Linked DNA regions of Macaca mulatta: region 1 is linked to region 2. A link is a contact called in public Hi-C data. All regions are on one chromosome and are shown on one strand. The core of a region is the stretch at or near the end of the contact, and the rest is flanking DNA. Distances in the headings are between cores, read along the strand shown. Region 1 overlaps DISC1 (DISC1 scaffold protein). Region 2 holds the start of LOC144337349.

Region 1 (3,972 bases), core at 783-3,282, 750 kb after region 2:
ATTCATAAAGTATTCCCAACTGTGCCTGACACATGAAATCTCCAGCCATCATCACATCAGCACTCCATGGTGCAAGTCATTTTGAAATGATCACCTGATTGGAAAATATTACCAAACTAAATGTCTTTCCAAGTGCAACAAAGATATTCAGATGTTTCCTGGGTCACTTGAAGTCACCATTATTAACCCAATAAATGGCCAGAGACACTTATATCCTCTCTAAGTGAAGAAGAATGAAGATATCCTTCTAGTTCTGATTCTATAACATTAACTAAGGGTTGTTTAGATACCATCCTTAAGTAACAAAATATTACAAAGCAATCATACCCCAGATACTTCAAGACAGAAATGGCATCTGAAAATCAGAAGAAAAAAAATTTACCAAGTTCTTTCATAGGCAGACTATTATTCTTATGCTCAAATAACTAAAAACTACCTACTAAAACTACGGAAAACCATTGAAGTAGTCATTTCTTGAGTACACTCCTTTGGAGTCCAATTATGACACCACTAAGGGAATCCTCACAATGGAAAACAGTTGCCATGAGTGACGAGAACACCAAGAATGCTCAGCTCAGAGGCAGCATTCCGTCTCTGCTCTGCCTAATAATAGCTGCTGAAGCTATTTCCAGCCACTTAGGCCTCTGAGTCTCAGATGCCTCATGTATAACACCACCTACTCTACAGGGTTGTTTTGTAAATCAGAAACGAAATAACGATGATAAAGCTTTTTATCATCTGTAAAGTAATAAAACTGTTGTCAGGTACGGTGGGTGCTGGAGCCATCCTCCTGGTGAGAGCCAGTTGATAAACTTTCAAGAATTTTGTGAGCCACTTGTTAAACCAGAAATAGCTGGAAATCAGCCATGGTGGGAGATTTACACTATGGAAATAGCCAGACGTTGCCAATCAGGACTTTTTTTTTCCTGGAGAACTGGTTCCTAAACATTTAACAGCACACTATTGGTCCTAGTCACTGTTGTAAATAGATATAAAGCTTCCTAGGCCTACAGATGAGTGAGCAAATATTAATGGGAAAGTTATCTACTATGAGGTGATATCTCAATCAGATTCTTTTTAATTCACTGTACGGGCAATGCAAAAAATAAGAAAGCATACTAAGAGATGAAAATGGAAAAATATCACGTGACAGCAACCTCTTGTACATGCTGTGGTCTGGCCTTGATATTGAATGGCATCATCAAATTGCATAATCACTAAGATCTACCAAAACATAAAGCAAGTTAAAAGATAAACGTTACTCCAGATATAGCGGCTACTGTAGTGAAATCAAAAAGAAATAAATACAAATAACTAACTAATAATTAGGCTCTGAGAAAAATTCAGTCAAGTATGTCCTTTCTGAGAAAAAAACTTCCAAAATCACAACAACCAAAAAAAAGAAAAAACTTGTCAAAATCAATGACAGAGTCTGGGTGCAGTGGCTCACACCTGTAATCTCGGCACTTTGGGAGGCCAAGGTGGGAGGATTGCTTGAGGCTAGGAGTTCAAGACCAGCGTGGTCAATGTAGCAAGACCCTATCTCTAATAAAAATAAATAAATAAATAATAATAAAAGCAATGACAGAAAAGGCTCTTAACCCCAAAATGTAAGAAGCACTCCACCCAAAGGACACTCTCAATCATGTTTCATGGCATCTTTGTTAGACAGATAACCAGTCCCACCCTGATGGATTTCAATTCATACAATGGCACCATCACAGAGCCCAGATGAAGCTCCTGTTTCCGATGTTCTTCAAGGACTTTCCTGTACCGACATTCACAGCAACAGAACAAAACTAAGTTGAAGACTTTCTTTAGATAAAGGAAATAGAAAAAAAAAAAAAAGATTGTTTTTACCGATACCATTTGAAGGCAAAAGTGCCCTTAGGGAAAAAAAAATTGATGAGGGACAGAATCATCTTCAGCTGCTAGGTCCAAAAACGCAGTCTGCAATTCTGCCAAACTTATCCCACACAGGACTCTGCTGGCACAGGTTACTCTACAGCAAGAGGATGAAACTGGCTTAGATTAGAAAGATTTGCCCCAATTCAAGGAATGAATCAGTGAGAGATAAAGGGTAGGGAAATGTGTCTCATTCAAGCCAAATTTCAGTTTTTGCAAGTGCAAAAAGATAACAAAAAATGAGAAATGCGGGGAATGGAAAATGCCTGATAGTGATAAGTCTGAAGATAGAAATGAATTGACTCTGCAGCAGGCAAAAATATTATGACATGCAGCTAGGAGGGAAAAAATGTTGGCCCTTTATTTTCCTAAATTCTTTCCTGAAAACGTGGGCTTTTCATATCTGCTTAACCCTGAGAAGGCTCCAAACACACACACGATAAGACATTACACAAAATTTTTTTTGATTTATAGGTTGAGCATCTCTAATCCAAAAATCTGAAATTTGAAATACTTCAAAATCTACTATTTTCTGAGCACCAACATGATGCTCAAAGGAAATGCTGATAGGAGCATTTTGGATTTTGGATTTTTTGGATTAGAGATGCTCAACAGGTAAATAAGCAAATATTCAAAAAAAAAAATCCTATATCTAAAACACTTCTCATCCCAGGCATTTTAGATAAGGGATACACAACCTGCATTATTATGTTGAACGTGTCTTTGGCTTAGAGTATTGTCAGTTTTTCATAAACTAGAAAAATCAATCAAATGCCAAGATTCTTTAAAGTTTTATAGATTTCTGCAATAAAATCCTAAACTATTTAGAGTTAATTTAGTTTGCAAATATGAAATTGTATGGAAGAAAAAGACATCACTCCATTTTCAGTTTTTTACCCTTGATTTCCAATTTTCTGTGGTACAAGATCTCTACCTAAATCCACGTTAAAGCATTAAATTTAATCTCCTTCCATCACTAAGCCTTTTACAGAGTATGAAAACTGGCAGCCACCTTGCCATGGGAGCCCACATTCTCTCTGACTGACAAACTTTGTACTGCTGGAACAATACGTGGACGGGAAACAGGAGCCCCAACAGAAAGCTCGGCTCATCAACCCTCCAAGTCCTCAGTTTTCGACTAACACAGAACCTGGCAGGAGAGCCCAGGCTTCCCCACTCTCTGGCACTCATGCTCTCCATCATCTACTGCTGCTTCTTGTTTTCTTAAGAAGAAAAACTCAGTCAAAATGCAAAAGAAAAGAGAAAATGGTTACATAGAAATCCACTTTCAGAAAGAGCCAGAAGAGATTTTGATGTAACGGCAACAAAAAATTTTGAAGTAGGCAAGAAATGGATGTTTCAGACTGAATGCTTGTGCCCTCCCAAAATTCATTTGTTAAAATCCTAACCCCAAAGGTGATGGCATTAAGATGTAGGGCCTCTGGGGGGTGACTAGGTCATGAGGGTAGGATCTCCATGAATGGAATCAGTCCCCTTACAAAAGAGGCCCCAGAGAGCTCCCTCACCGCTTCCAGAATGGGAGGACATATGGACATACGGACAATGGAAAAGGCACCATCTATGAACCTGGAAACAAGCCCTCACCAGGCACCGAATCTATCACTGCCTCGATCCTGGACTTCCCAGCCTCCAGAACTGTGAAACATACATTTCTGTTGTTTATGAGCCACTCAGTCTATGGTACTTTGTTACAGCAGCCCAAATAGACTAAGATAATGGAGATAAATAGAAAAGAAATAGAGGAGGGTGGACAGACCTAGATCACTGATGAAGAAACAAGTGAAAATGTGTCAGACAGACATGGGGCACATCACAAAATTTTTTTAGTGGGGGGATTGTATAGGAAACTAGGTATTATTTCTAAGCTGAATTCTCAGAACCAGAAGTATGCTGGTTTCCAAAATAGGTTGATGAAATGCAGCTCCCATAGATGAGACCGTGAGTTCGGACACCATTCCCTGGAGCCAGCTGAGGATGAGTGGGCACGCAAAGGTTATAGAGTGTATTTTAAAATACAGATTGGCTTTTGGATTTTGCAGACTTTTC
Region 2 (3,706 bases), core at 124-2,623:
AGCTCTTGAAGAGCCGAGCCTTATGTCCTGTGCATTTTATATTCCCAGCACCTAGCATGGTCTGGAACATCAGAGGATCTCCACGAATGTTTGTTAAATGAATACATGACAATCTTGTAAATGCTGATAATGGGGTGACAGTTGGGAAACTCATCAAAACCTGGAGTGCTCAGGAATTGTATTATGTCACAGGATTGCTTTTTGACCTGTTTAGTTATACCTAATCCCACAGATTATACCTATAATTTAAAGAGATACAAAAGATTGTATAATGTGTACAGCTTCAGATCACAGAGAAATATAGTGTGGGAGGGACCGCCTGTATTTAACTTTTAACAGGGCTGTGTTCTAGGAAGTGTTTGTGATAGGGAAGTAGAGATAACATTCTCTCTTCAGGAAGAAGTCTGACTCTAGAAGGGGAGGAACTGAAAGCCCCAATCCAGTCTCTGGGAACCCAGCTCAAAACTCTGACAAAAAGGTCTGCTCAGGAAATCCTACGGTGTCGCTGGAAGGTAAGTTAGAGGCTCCCTCCACCTGCTTTATTATTTCTGCGTATAGATGACTGTTGCTGTCCATTTAGGCAGAGTCAATTCCAGTCTAGCTTAAAAGATTCTTCTGAGACCCTTTAATCTTTCTGCATCTAATTCAAATGTCAAGCAATTTACAGTAATAGTTTCAAGTAATGCTTCCTCAAAGGTGAGTCAACATTTCTAAGAAAGTAGAAACGTTGGGTATAAAAAGTTCAATTTTTCCTCGTCGGAAAAACGATCCAAGACATTTCTACCGTGGGCTGAGCGCTGCCTGGAGGGCAGGGAGGAAGGGCTGAGCGGACCGGGCTGGCATGCGGGTGCCTGGAACTGCTGGTCTCTCCGTTTTCCCTGGCTTCTAAAGGTCTCTTAGCAGCATTTCCTGCACGCTGGCACCCCCTGTCCTCCTAAGATTTTACTGCCTGCGTGTTTCTCTGTGATTCCCCACCCTCCGACCCACCGGGCCCGGGGCGCCCTCCGGGGGCCGGCACACAGCAGGGTCTTGCTTCCTCGCGCTGTCTTCTTCATATGGGATCACTTCGAGATGCGGCCGTTTGGGCGTTTGCGCGGCCTCGGCGATTCTGTGGCGTCTTGGGCTGTGTATGTAGCCCCAGCGGCCGAGGCTCACGGATCCGAACGCCCGGCCGCCACGTCTGTCCCAAGTTGGGCGACGGGAGGGCCGGGTGGGGTCGCGCCTGCGCCAGAGGAAGGCTCAGAACCAGACTCGGGGTTTTTAACTTATTCCTCAGAGGGACGAAAGCGAGTACCGGCGAGGACGGCGACAGCTCTCTATAAGCCTGAGTCCAGGTAGGCTGCCCGGCCCTCGAGCTCGCCCAGCGCCGCTCATGCTGCGCTCCACAGCCCCCTCCCCAAGAAAGGCGTTCGGGCCCCTCCCGGACGCGCCGCTCCCGCGCGCCGCGGGGCCTGGGAACAGCGCACCGGCTGAGCCTGGTGCCCGGCGGGCGGTGAGACTGACGGCGCCCGCGCCCAATCGTGGGGCGGAGCCGAGGGGGCCTGCAGGCGGCGGCCAATGGGAGCCCACAGAGCGGGCGGGGGGCGGTGCCGCCTGGCGGGCGGGCGGTGGCATCGGGAGCCGGCGCGGCAGACTGGGAGCCCGGGAGGAGCCGGCGGAGCGAGAGGAGGAGGAGGACGGAGGAAGAGCGCCGCGCCCCCGCCGGCCGCCCGAGTGCAGGCCGAGAGCTCCAGCCGCAGCCGGCGGGTCCGGGCCGCCTCCGCCGGAGCCCGGCGCGGGGAGAGTCCGGGCCGATGGGCAGCCCGGGGCAGCGGCGGGCGGCGAGGCGGCAGCCCGGGTACGCGCCACCCGGCGCGCACAGGCTGTAGCAGGTCCCGGCGGACGGTGTTGCGAAGGTTCGTGTCGGGGAATCCGACGGGCAGCGTGGCGAGGGTAGGTTCGGGATGGCTACGGCCAGGCGGTGACTGTCCCGAAGGGGAAGGGGATGCCCTTCGGGGCGCTTCGGGGGACTGACGGCGGCGAGGGGCGCGGGGGTGCGAGGGGCACGGGGCAGGGTCCGGCTTGTAGACGCAGATGCACCCGCGCTCCCGGGCCCAGGCTAGGAGAGGAGCCGTCGCCGCCTGTTCTCTCCAAGTTATCGATCGTCTGAAAGGTTATTCCCGTGTCGGCGACACAGGCACTGAGGAGGACCTCCTCCAGGTGCCCAGAACTCCGCTCTGACTAACGCTCTCTGGAAGGGCTCGCGGTTGCCCGACGCAGCTCCCCCGGCGCGCCTGGCGGGCTGACGCCGAACTTGCTGCGGGGCTAATTCCCCTTCTAGAAGGGGTGCGCCCCGAGCGCGCGCCCTCACCGGGACGGATCCCTCTTTGTAAGACCGTGAGCAGCCGGGCGAGCGCCCTTCTCACTCAGCGCGACCTTTCTTCCCACTTTGCCAGCTCCTGTGCCTCCCCGGGTCTTCCCGTGTCAGTGAGGGTAGTTTGCCCACGTCCTAGGAATATCCCCAGGAAAACCTACAGATTAATTTTCAGCCGTGCCGCAAACCCAAAGAATCAATTTCGGCTCATCATCTACAAGAGGAGCCGAGGCTTCTCGGAAAGAGAGAACAACTTGGCATTACTCCTCTGGGAGATATTTGTCATCATTAACCTGCTTCAGTTAAATTAATTTAGCCCAAGATGACTCTGGCCTGAGTATTGGAAAAAATCAAGTGCATTGGTCACGGAATTATGCTCAACAAAACACGATTTTGGTCAAAATAAAATTGTAGACATTTTTGATTTGGTTAGATTGAGACTGGGTTTTGACAAGGATGGCTTTTTTCAAAAATCAAGGAAAAAAACCCTCAAAGAATCTTGGTGGTTCTCATGGCTTTGCTCAGTGAAGTTCAAAATAGTCGCACAGATTTTTCTTTTCTTTGCCTCTTTTGTCTGCAGTCTCCATTCTAAACGTTAACACTAGATGGCTTTCTTATGACAGACGTTTAGTAAACTGCCCATTTGAGTTGCGTTTGTGTGCAGCCTAGGTTGTAATTTTTCTAGTGTTACAATTAGTAATTGAAGAAAAAAGATCTCCCAAACTGTTGCTTTTTATTACTTTCCTAGAAAACCTACACATACCAGTATCTTTGCGGATATTGAGAGGTGGCCTATTATTTTTGGCATTCCTAAAGTTGAATTTCAAGAGACAACTTGGTTACTGTATTTAGTTACATCATTTAAGAATGTCTGTTTCATGTTTGGACTTAAAGAATTCAGAGTTCTGTTTTGTCATCCCGTTTAGACAATATTTCCACTTAAAAGATGTTTACTGCTTGATTGAATTTCACTGCTTGATTCAGAGTTATAAGAGAGTATTATTCATGAGAAAATGCCATCTTAAGTTTTGGGTATAAATCACGTTGATTCCTCCAAAAGGATTCCATTGATCCATTTTGGGAAGAGATGCAGTTAAAGTATCTGCATGATTCATACCAGGGATTGTGTTAGGGACATCTTCTCCCCAGAGGATATTTGATTTTTTCATTTCTAAGCACAAGCCCTTTTATGACAAGCACAATAGCCCGTAGTTTCAGCAGTAACAGCAGCAGCAGGCTCCCAGTGATGTTTTTTAAGCACTTTTATTCTAAAGCAAGATCATGGCAGCCTGTCCAAATCTTGCCTAGGTAGGCAAACTTATACGCTGGATAAATATCTTGAAATTATCTTGG

Evidence for each region. A called contact is a pair of places that touch in the nucleus more often than the background predicts.
Region 1: a Hi-C map of cortical neurons shows a contact between it and region 2, with 6 times the contacts expected there. The contact joins the enhancer-like site here to the promoter of LOC144337349 in region 2. A contact is called at or near these places in 4 of 14 Hi-C or Micro-C datasets (cortical neurons, fetal cortex germinal zone, fetal cortical plate and 1 more).

Annotation. Positions count from the first base shown.
Region 1 is chr1:17,168,274-17,172,245 of T2T-MMU8v2.0, forward strand. All of the region lies in intron 8 of DISC1 (DISC1 scaffold protein), which reads right to left. Among named protein-coding and RNA genes, the nearest start is that of DISC1, 160 kb to the right of the region's middle. Within about 2 kb of position 2,033, at least 1 of the 40 cell types and tissues checked has an H3K27ac peak or open chromatin away from gene starts, as enhancers often do. A contact at or near this core is called in cortical neurons, where this site is marked.
Region 2 is chr1:16,422,694-16,426,399 of T2T-MMU8v2.0, forward strand. It overlaps LOC144337349, which reads right to left and starts at 1,374. Exons shown (of 3, transcript XM_077981986.1): 1 at 1,344-1,374; 2 at 988-1,238. The coding sequence starts at 1,374. SIPA1L2 (signal induced proliferation associated 1 like 2) reads left to right here and starts at 355. Exons shown (of 23, transcript XM_077998594.1): 1 at 355-512.